2 separate regions of the Mus musculus genome follow, and region 2 is linked to region 1. Evidence: chromatin contacts called from public Micro-C data. All regions are on one chromosome and are shown on one strand. The core of a region is the stretch at or near the end of the contact, and the rest is flanking DNA. Distances in the headings are between cores, read along the strand shown.

Region 1 (5,340 bases), core at 2,755-5,254:
TTTTTATTAATCCCTGGAATGATACCCTCCCTGGGGAAGGATCTTTGTAGCTAGTAATAAGTCAAGGCTCTTCAAATTACATTATCCTGGTTTTCTGAGTAGTCCAGTGATATTCCAATCCCAATAATTCTGTTCATTGCTCTGTATTGAATACTCATGTGTTACTTTTTTTAAAAAGGAATCCTGGGGCTGGAGAGATGGCTCAGCGGTTAAGAGCACTGACTGCTTTCCTGAAGGTCCTGAGTTCAAATCCCAGCAACCATATGGTGGCTCACAACCATCTGTAATGAGATTGGATGCCCTCTTCTGGTGCATCTGAAGATAGCTATAGTGTACTTACATATAATAAATAAATAAATCTTTTATTTTTAAAAAATCCCTATTTGTGGTGTAAATACTTCCTCACCCCACTCCCAGGGCCATCCCAAGAATCCTAATAAGACAGATACATGGACTAGAAGGCCCACAAAGGGGGTATGACGCACAGGCTGAGATGGAAAGGGTATGGCCACAAATTCAGGAATACCATGACAGTCACCATACACAGAAATAAATAAATGCATTCTTCTCAACTTTGTATTTCTGGGCCCCAGAACTGAGAATCAATTCCTGTTATATTATACTTCAGAATCTATGTCAACTTGTTGTCTGAGTTTCCAGAAATTAATGCCAGCTACGAAAGGTTTTATCATTTAATTATAAAAATTCCACAATCCGAATGAATCTGCTCATTGCTCCATATTGAATACTCATGTGTCATTTAAAAACTCCTAATTGTGGTGTATATACTCCCCCAGGCCCAACTTCAAACTTCCAAGATAGCATCCATCACCAGGAGGGTGAGGAAGAAAGAATACACTGTATCATAACATGTTACTCTGTAGTTGATTATTTATATTCAGACTGGGTACAGTTAAACACGCGTTGACTTTTATCTCTCTCTCTGTGTGTGTGTGTGTGTGTGTGTGTGTGTGTGTGTGTGACAGAGACAGAGAGAGACAGAGAGACAGAGAGACAGAGACAGTGACAGAGACAGGCAGACACAGAGACAGAGAGAGACAGAGAGACAAAGACAGAGACAGACAGACACAGAGACAGAGAAAGACAGACAGAGGAGGCAGGGCATGCCTGTGCATATGCATGAGCATATATGTGTGACTATATATGTAGAAGCCAGAAGTTGAAGTCAGTTAGCTTCCTCAACTTGAAGATATATTCTTTTAGACGAGGTCTCTCACTGCACCTGAAGCTCTTGGGTTGGCTAGACTAGCTGACCGGCCAGTGAGCTTCAGAGTTCCTCCTACTCTGACTCTCTAGTGCTGGGATGCCAGATGCATACTGCCTTGCCTGGCTTGTTATGTGGGTCCTGGGAACATAAATTCACGTCCCAGTGCTTACACAGCAAGCATGATAGGGGTTGCTTTATGGACTCGGCCACCTTCTTGGCCCATTAACCTTTCTTTTAAATTTATGTTTCTACATATTGATTTTTCAAATAATATTGGTGTTTAAGAGCTGGCTTGCAAAAATTCTGAAAATTGAATAATCAGCTGCCATAATCTGGTACTTCTTCCCCGAGGCAGATGTTCACTGGCTGGTCATGTCCAGCCTTTCCTATGCCAGCATGGTACTCTTTCTGGGTGAAACCCAGCTGCCTGCCCCTGAAGCCAGTGCCCCATCAAATACGAACAGCACACACTCTACAATGACAGGCTCTGCACAGTCTTCTGGAGATTTTAGTTGATGATATTCCAACCCATAGGAACAGACTTGCCACGACCATATTTTCCCAAAGGAGTTGTGCTTTTTGTATGGAGAGTTTTCTTGGTTTGTTTTTATTTAGTCTAACAGTCTAGCCAGCACAAGTAAGAATGCAATATGTTAAGTGTTCACAGAAGTTTTTGATTGGCTGAAGGGCTCTTGGATCAAAACTCCCACACATATCTGGGCTCCTTCACAAGCCCAGCCTGCATGGGAGCCACATGACCACAGGGACAGTAAAGCTCTCAGCATTAACCATGCTGAGGAAGGTGGATGACGTTCGTGAAGCACTTACTATGCACAATTCTTTCTCACGTGCTTTTATGTGAGTAAACCAAATTCATCCTAAGGTAGGTACCATGCCGTCATCCTAAACTCACAGAGAAGAAAAAGAAGAAAGATTCAGAATAATAGAAACCTAAGATTAACTTCATCAAAGCTAGCATCCAACCCAAGAAGCCACACTGTGAATCATCAAGTGTTTCACCATAGTCAGGTGTCTCACCATGACCACACAAATAAGCTGAGAAGATTGGGAGGGTCTGCTCACTAGTGCCAGAGAAGAGAAGAGATACAGTTTATCAGAGCTATGACTTCTAGGCTGTTTCCTGATACATATGCTACTCATTCCATTCCTAAGCCACCCCCTTTCTAGTGTTGTTCTGAATGGCAATCCACAGTCATAGGAGCATCCTTGGAGCTGGACCCTGAGCTCTGCATGCAGAAACACCCATGATGGGTTGAGCTAGTAGTGTCTGTGTATGACTCACAGCTGTGCTAAAGCGGGTGTGGGGGTCTTCCTCCCAGATCTGTAACCCACAGTCTAATGACAAACACCGGCAGACTAAAATTAAGGGATGCTAGTATCCCTCAAGGTGTCACAGCTAAGGAAAGACAGAAACTGAGACAGGACCCCCCACATGCAGTGTGGTATCCCAAATAGAATCCAGAAGAGGATGGTAACATAGGAACAGAGGCTGGAGTTTAGAAACTACTAGCAACATGTTAATAATTTTCCTTCAAGTTTTGAAGGTGCCCTGATGACACAGATTTTAATGGCGGGAGAAGCTAGGACCTGGATACCAGTAGAGAGCTTCCTTGTAACCCTTACATTATGACACAGTTGTCTAGTTCAAAGAACATTGGTTCCTGCAGTATATGCACCCCTGCCTCCTTTTGAACAGTCTCCCAAGAAGTAAAGGAGAGGTTTTCTTTCAATCAGGATGATCACATTTTGGGTCAAGACATTAACCGTCTTTTTTTGGACTCACAGATGACTACACAAGGCACCCCAATGGTGACTCACAAGTTCCTTTCACCAGAGCCCCTGCCTTCTCCCAGGCTGGCAACAGCACCTGGTCCCTTGAGTCAGTAAAGCCAACTGGTCATATTGGGACCCACCCAACGATCAGAGGGCAGGCAGGGGCTGCTCTTAAAGCCTGGCTAGGTGGGTCTGTTCGGACCACTGCTTAAGGGCAGATTGCAAAGGATCATCTCATCTGAGGCCAAGTGTGCCTCGTGCATGAAGTGTGTGTGTGTGTGTGTACGCGTGCGCGCGCGCGTGTGTGTAAGAGAGGCAGGTGGGAGAGAAAGGAAAGAGGGGAAAAAACAGGAGAAAGGGGAAAGAGAAAAGGAGAGGCAGACAGACAGAAGGCAGGGGGTTGAGGGGGGATGGGATCCTGAATCTGAAAGAGGAGGTCATGGTGAGTGGTCTCAAACAGGCTTCTGGAAATACCCCAGCAGGGAGGCGGCGAGTTCTTTTGGAAACCATCAGAGCAGGAAAGTGGTGTTGACCTACCTATTGTGCCGGCCCTTTCATTATCAGCAGGTAAGGCAGAGACTGAAACCACCCCTCAGTACCCAGGCTAATAGTCTCTGTGACTCCTGTCTCAGCTCCCCAACATCCCCCCATCCCCCGCTCCATTCAGTCACCTTTGGAGACCAACTTTTTACCTTTATTCTGTCAGCGACATCTGCATACAAGACATCTGCATACAAGCGTCTTGACTTTTACTTCAACAGTCTCCAAGACCCCTGGTCTTTCTTTCTCCAACCAGGCTAAGTCTTTCCCTCTCTCTCTCCCCTCTCCTTCTCACAGGACTGACTATTCTGTTTCCAAAATCGGTCACTAGATGCTTTTTAGCTCTGCCTGTGTCTGTGGCAGCACCCACAGCCCCAAAGCACAGCCACTAGGTGCCAGACCTCCAGGGCATCTTCTGGGGCTGGGATGTGGTAAGTCAAAGTCAGGCACAGCAGTGAGTCAGTCCAGAGCCAGGGGACAAGCGGAAACATCCACACCCTTCCTTCGGAGCAAAGTTTGCTCTTAACTTTAACATTCCTTTCTCAACTGGCTCATTTGAACAGAGTGAAGTTTGGACAGGATATTAAAGAAAGCAACGTCAGGAAGCGGAAACCACACCAGGAATTTTAAGAGATTACTTGACCTGAATTGTTTCTCACCAGGAATCAGAGAACTGCAAGACAAAGAGGATGCTGGAGCTGCACTGAGACAGGCACAAAGGGAGGCCCTCAGAGATGGAGCCACGCATTGGGAAGGATGCTAACAAATGTGGTGTCTTGAGACTGCTCTGAGAATGGAGGGTGAAAACGAAGCCAGAGTTGCAATGCTCTCCTGACATGAGAGGTCACTGCCAAAAGGCCTGAGTAACAAGGAGTGTCAGAGGGCTGGCCGGGTGACAGAGGGATGGGGTGATGAGCAACTGGGATAATGGAGATGGTGACCAGAAACAAACAGGAAGTCACACTGTACTCTCTCCCTTCTCCTGATTCCACAGCAGGTAAGCCTGCTCTGGCTTCAGCTGGCAGAGGCGAAGTGGAAGAACTGAGTACCAAAAGGTGTGTGGGACTCACAGTGATGGGATGTGCCTTGATCCAGGACTCAGGGAAATGGAGGAAGGAGCTCTGGTGGCCCAATTTAGACTGCACGGAAAGTCTGAGGCTAGAATAGGCTACAGAGAGAGCCCTGCCTCAGAGAAGAATAAGATTAAAAATAAAACTACGTGTGAAATGGAAGCTTATTACCCTGCAGGAGGGCAATGGAAATAGAAAGGGGAAAGGCAGACCCTTACAACTTACCCAGTGACTGTAGCAGCAATAAACCATGAACATGTATAGCCATGTGAAAACAATGTGTGTGTGCCTACCCGCACAGGCTAATAGTCTCTGTGACTCCTGTCTCAGCTCCCCAACATCCCCCCATCCCCCGCTCCATTCAGTCACCTTTGGAGACCAACTTTCTACCTTTATTCTGTCAGCAACATCCGCACACAAGCTTCTTGACTTTTACTTCAACAGTCTCCAAGACCCCTGGTCTTTCTTTCTCCACCGGGCTAAGTCTTTCCCTCTCTCTCTCCCCTCTTGTTCTCACAGGACTGACTATTCTGTTTCCAAAATCAGTCACTAGATGCTTTTTAGCTTATTACCCTGCAAGGGGGCAATGGAAATAGAAAGGGGAAATACATATGTGTATGTGTGTGTGTAAAAAGCTAGCTTTCAATTTCTAATAACAGAAAATGTTTATTAAGACAAACAACCTAATTCGTCACTTGTAAGGACCCA
Region 2 (5,715 bases), core at 98-2,597, 430 kb before region 1:
AGCGCAGGAGAAAGACATCAACGGAATGACAATTTGGTTGACTGGGTGAGACAGATGACTTTTTCCCCTTTACTTGCTAAACCTCAAAGCCCATGAAAACAAGGTATTTTATGGCTGAAGATGTATCTTAAGCCAGTCACAGAACAGGCACCTGTAAGACACGCTTTGCTGAGAGGCACCTCTTATGCTTGTAGGACGCACCGGATTCAGAGATGTCGAATGCACAGTTAAAAACAAATAAACAAACAAACAAACACGAAACAAACCCACCACAGTAAGCCAGAGCAGTGAGAGAGAAAAGTGGCTGTAAAAACTTTTCGGAATACTTTGGGAACCGGCTAATTTAGAGATTATGCTAAAAATCTCGAACACCTTCAATTAAATTGCATTTTTAAAAAAGCAGTAACGAATACTCAGTCCCAATTACTTCACTACAGCTTTCTGTTTCTGATGCTCCCGGGATAAGAAGCAGTTGCTGCTCTCTTGGCTGAGCGTGGGGATTCATCCCAAGGGAGCCGAGCTAGCACTGCCAGCCAGGTGTTTATCTCAAAAAGTGTGGACCATCAGGGAGTAAACGCCTGTGGGACCGGGAAAAGAAGGATGAGTTATTGTTTTTCCCCCTCCCACTCCAAGAGAGAGTTTTGTTTTGTAGACGGAGGGCATGGACATGCAAATGTGAGGGCACAGAGACTACAAGAAAATGTTTTGCATGAGAATTCAGGGAGGCAGGTGGGATGACTTGGGACCTGCCAGCAGAATGGGGGAGCTGTGTGCACAGGGCCTAACGGATGGTACCCCACTAGTCAAGTCCTGTCCAATCTATTCTCTCCTGGAAAATTTCCCACAAAATCCGTGTATCTTCCCTGGGCTTTCTAGGGCAAGCAGAGGATTCAGGAATAATAAAAGAGATGCCAAGTTTTGCTTCCCGGTGTGTGAAGGGACAGGAACGAGCAAATCAAAGCTGTAGTTGGGTTATTCCCAGTTCAGGTTTGCTTCCATGGCTCACAGGGTGCACGGTGGGCTTGCAAGAGCCCATGCAAGCACACTGTGCCTGGTAGAGGGAGAAATCTCTCCTGGCTGATGAGAGAGTCTAAGTTTCGATCTCGGCACTGGACCTCTTTGCTCTCTCTTCTGCACCGACTGCCACACACAGAGGCATGCCAACTGGCTGGCTCTGCGCTCTTCATCCCCTCCTTTGGCCTTGGCTCTTTCCCAGCCTGTCTTGGGTGAACAAAACTCACCTGACTCTTCTTGTTCCTTTCCATCAGGGCTGAGAGGTCCGAAGAGGCACAGAGATCTCAGTTCTGGGAATGAGTCACTCTTCTCAACTAGCATTTACATTTCCACCTCAATCCATCCGGGCTTAAGCATCAGGAGGGTGGATGCTTCTATGCAATCGATCTGGTAGGCCTGCCAGGTGTGGGTTTTGTCTTGTAAAAGAGGGGGGTTGTTGCTGTAGTTTAACTTTTTTTATTATTATTATTATTTTTAAATTATCTATGTGTATGGACATTTTTGTTTGGATGTGTGTTTGTGACGTGTGTATGGTATGCTGTGTGCCTGTGGCGGTCATGAGGGGTCATCAGATCCCCTGGAACTGGAATTACAGGAGCCATGTGGGTGCCGGGGAGTCAAGCCCAAGTCCTCTGGAAGAGCAACCAATACTCTTATCTGCTGAGTCATCTCTCCAGACCTGTAACTTTTTTTAAGGGTCACACAGACACAAATAAGGTGCCCAGGGCTGACTACAATTTCCAGTAGCCAGTCCAAACAGTGTTTCGCATGCAATTAAAAAAAAAAAAACTGAGTAAGGAAACAATGATGCTCCCCGATTGCCCCAGGTAAAGCAAGTCCAGAGAGCCTCCCCACCCCCAGGCACAGGGCAAAGGCAAGACAGTGGGGTCTTTCCACAGCTTCACCCAGAAAAAATGTGGGAGGTAGATGGCTTAGAGCCCAGGACTATAATATGCATGCATATGCATTATTTCTGTATATGGCGATATGCACACATTCATATCCTTTTACTCAAGGGATGCATCAGCCATTAATAGCAAGTCATGAGACACTGACTTCTGAGATGATCAGGTACAGATATTTCAACCCCAAAGCATTTGGCTAGATGAGTGGGCGTTGTATTCTGAAATTCACAAATGTGTGTGAGTGACACACAGGGAATTCTACACCTGGAGTGTGACATGAGACCTGGAGACAGGTCCTGGCTTCACCCCCTTCTTACACCCAGACCTGGTAAGTCACACAAACTTTTCTAAGTCTTCCTCCGCTTCTCTGAAACACAGGCACAGGCAGCACTGGAAGTCTACATCTTAAGAGTGGCCCCTGGCAGGCATTTAATGAAGAACCGGGAGGCCTGCTCAGGAAAGCACTGCCAGACTCCAGAAGGTCTGACACTGTCCTAAGGGGTCAGAGCACCCCATGTCACTTGTCAAAGAGAACCAGGACTTGCCTGACAGACGCACTTCTGTGCTGTGGGTGGGAAAGTCGTGTTTTTTTTTTAATCATTTTATTTATTTATTTATTATTATATGTAAGTACACTGTAGCTGTCTTCAGACACACCAGAAGAGGGTTTCAGATCTCATTACGGATGGTTGTGAGCCACCATGTGGTTGCTGGGATTTGAACTCTGGACCTTCGGAAGAGCAGTCGGGTGCTCTTACCCACTGAGCCATCTCACCAGCCCGAAAGTCGTGTTTTAAAGTAACTTTAAAAACACAGGACTGCAGGCCGTCCCCAGCAGTGGCTGCCACTGCCCTACCCTAGAAACACATTTCACTCTCCTTCCCCTTATGAGAGCTTCACTCCCCTCTCAGCAATTCTAGAGATTTGGCTTCCCTGGAAGCAACCAAGTGACTGCTGTGCCTTGTGCCCTGGGTTCTTCTCCATCCCAGGGGTCAGAACTGCCAGGCCTATGGAGGTTGCTATGTTTTATGTTTTTACAATAGGCTTTTACCAGGAAGACTACTGAGAGAAAAGGGCTGTCCCCTACCCAGTAGACAGTGTGGCCCTGGATACAAAAGGACAATTTGCACAAGCATACTATGTATTCTAGAGTCCTGGAAATGGAGCCCTGATAGAGTCATCTTAGGAGGAATAATGGTATCCTCCCAGCAAAGCTGTGTCTGCCTCCCAGCTACTGGACTCACACGACTCAACCCTCGCCATGTTGGAAGACAGGGTGGGAGCCTGTGTGTGTCTCATCACATAGATAAGGCCACTGGTGCCCAGCTGGATATGGATCAGCATCAGCACCACACACTGAGTCTCCAAGTTTGCTCCATACACCATCACATCACAAAGGAGTTAGAGAAGACAGCCTGGTTCATTCTGATAGCCAAGATGGAGAGAACTTTCTAGAAGAAATTTATGTAAGTATACAGTTCCTAAGAAAGAGAGAGAATTGGCTCTTGTGCCTATCGAGGTTAAACAGGGAATGGAAATCCCCATCCAGGCATACTGGTTGTGTTTGTCAAGGCTCAAAACACATTAATAGCCTCCTTCTGGTGAATCCTATTTTTAACACTCTACCTCAAAAGACATCCATTCAACAGGGCAGTGAATCTGGAGCTCAGGAGTTTAGAAACCTATCCCCAAGATGATGCTGTTTACTGCTGCGCCTACATAGGGTTAGACATCTAAAGTCAAAGAGACGGATGCCCAGTTCCCTGGCAACCTTGTTGCTGTGACGAGCCAGCACATCTGGAGGATGAAAGCAACAAGAAAAGGCAAAGGGGTTGGCAAGATGCCTCTGCCAGTGAAGGCACTTGTGGTGCAAGTCTGGGGATGTGAGTTCAAGTCCCCAAACACACACAAGCAGAAAGAAATACTGACTTTGTAGAGTTTTTCCTCTGAGAAGATTCAGAGGCCTCAGGACAGCTGGGTGGTCCCAAACCCTTGTCAAACCATCTTTATGAGGGGGGCTTTCCCTCACATCATTCATATTCCTGCAACACAGTGTCTGCTCACAAGGCAAAGGCTGTAGGGCTTACACATTTGACCGTTTTAAGGTCAGTTATATACAGCATTCAACTAAGCACAAAGGAACACCACTCTTCTCCAAAGAAGGCTTGCCACCTTGGGAGGCTAATGTTGTCTCAGAAGTTGGGCTAGCAGCTTGATGGGGAGGGGGCTTGATGGGGAGGGGCCGGGGGAGCTTGAGAAGAATAAGCTAACGGGGAGCTCCCACTCATGAGGCTATAGCTTCTTGCCACTCTCTTAGACCCTAACAAAATGACCACTCTGATTGTTAGATCGCACTGGCATGATACCAGTGCCCAATACTGCCATCAGCTGTGTGTGACATGAATCATCTGAATGCTAAGGAGATACTAAAGAAGAAAAGTGCATCTTGCCTCTTTGCAGTGAACACAAGCTCCCATGTGGATTCTCCACACATGGGAAGCTGGGTTGTCCTGGCCGGGGGCAGGGAAGGCTGTAATACCCTTCCTAAAAATGCCATGTCACAGCTGGCTGGGTGTGGTGGTCCATGCCTTGAATCCCAGCACTGAGAGGCAGAGCCAGGTGGATCTCTGAGTTCAGGCCAAGCTAGGACAGCCAGGGCTACACAAAAAAATTCTGTGTCTCCAAGAGAGAGAGAGAGATAGAAGAAAATATATATGCCAGAGTTGCCAGGGTCTTAACAGGTAGGAACTCCTTCTAGCTCCCCTCTCAAATCTTTCAAGTCCCCAAACTTTGAAGCCCTCTAGACTACCCCTCTACACCTCCAAGCCTTGACACAGCCCATCTTTCTCCCCATTGCACCTGCTGAGGCCCCACTGGGAAGCCAGATGGAAATGGCCACACCTGTTGCCATAGTGACCCTGCACATCTGGCCTCTGGCTTCCTCTGAATTTGTGCAACTGTATCTTCTCAGGCCACCAATAACTTCCAGACATACCCTTCTCCATCTGCTCTAAAGACATACATACCATCGAGCCTTCCTGCGCCAGGACACTTGACACAGAAAACAACGGGGGTGGGGGTTGAGGGGGGTGGTGAAGAGCCATCTCTCAGAGAACTCAAAGCCTTACCCAGCGCAGACAATAAATCCGAACCGTCCTCTCAACAAAAGCCCAATTCAAACAAGCTCTCCCCAGACACCCCTGCCAATGCCCCTCACTTGCTCACCACTTTATAATGGTCACAGGAATCACGACTTTGGTCCCGAGCAGGGACCCATACGTTGATACTTATTGGCATAACTGGACCCCTGCTGGCAGGCAGTAGTGTGATCCTCAGCGGTCAAGCAGCCGGTGCCCTCTCTAGGGGGTGTTTAGTTCAAAGCAGTGTGGAGGCGTGTGAAGCCTCCGAGGTTAATTTTAGCTGTGGTCAGATTTCCTTACACGGGCCACCTCCTGAACAGCCGCAGCTTACGTTACCCCAACCCTTGGGGCGGCCTCCTGGCCCCCTGCCCTGGCTTCTTGGTGCTGTGATTCCTGCACCTCCGTCACCCCCACCAGATTCTCTTAACCCTCTAAAATAATCCAGCTCTCTGTGCTTACATTTTCATGACACATTCAGGGGAAATACATCACGGTTTCTTTGGCTGCCCCAAGCAAACAAACCTGGGGAGCCGCCCCCTCCCTTATCCAGTGCTTGGCAGAGACTACAGTGGATGTTCGGGCTGAGCAAACTTCACCGAAGCCTGCAGGCTTCCAGCTTCTACACGGTTTCCAAACCCTCCCAACTCACCGGGTGC

The links. Hi-C and Micro-C count contacts between places; a contact is called where the count stands out from the background.
Region 2: a Micro-C map of embryonic stem cells shows a contact between it and region 1, with 1.7 times the contacts expected there. The contact joins two enhancer-like sites. A contact is called at or near these places in 1 of 484 Hi-C or Micro-C datasets (embryonic stem cells) and 2 of 115 datasets of contacts at active chromatin or transcription factors (embryonic stem cells and pancreatic cancer cells).

The regions. Positions count from the first base shown.
Region 1 is chr7:48,916,390-48,921,729 of GRCm38.p6, reverse strand. No RefSeq gene overlaps it. Among named protein-coding and RNA genes, the nearest start is that of Gm2788, 38 kb to the right of the region's middle. Within about 2 kb of position 4,004, at least 59 of the 459 cell types and tissues checked have an H3K27ac peak or open chromatin away from gene starts, as enhancers often do. A contact at or near this core is called in embryonic stem cells, where this site is marked.
Region 2 is chr7:49,343,058-49,348,772 of GRCm38.p6, reverse strand. The region is part of intron 1 of Nav2 (neuron navigator 2); the gene reads right to left. All of the region lies in intron 2 of Gm51448 (a long non-coding RNA gene), which reads left to right. Among named protein-coding and RNA genes, the nearest start is that of Gm51448, 4.7 kb to the left of the region's middle. Within about 2 kb of position 1,347, at least 9 of the 459 cell types and tissues checked have an H3K27ac peak or open chromatin away from gene starts, as enhancers often do. A contact at or near this core is called in embryonic stem cells, where this site is marked.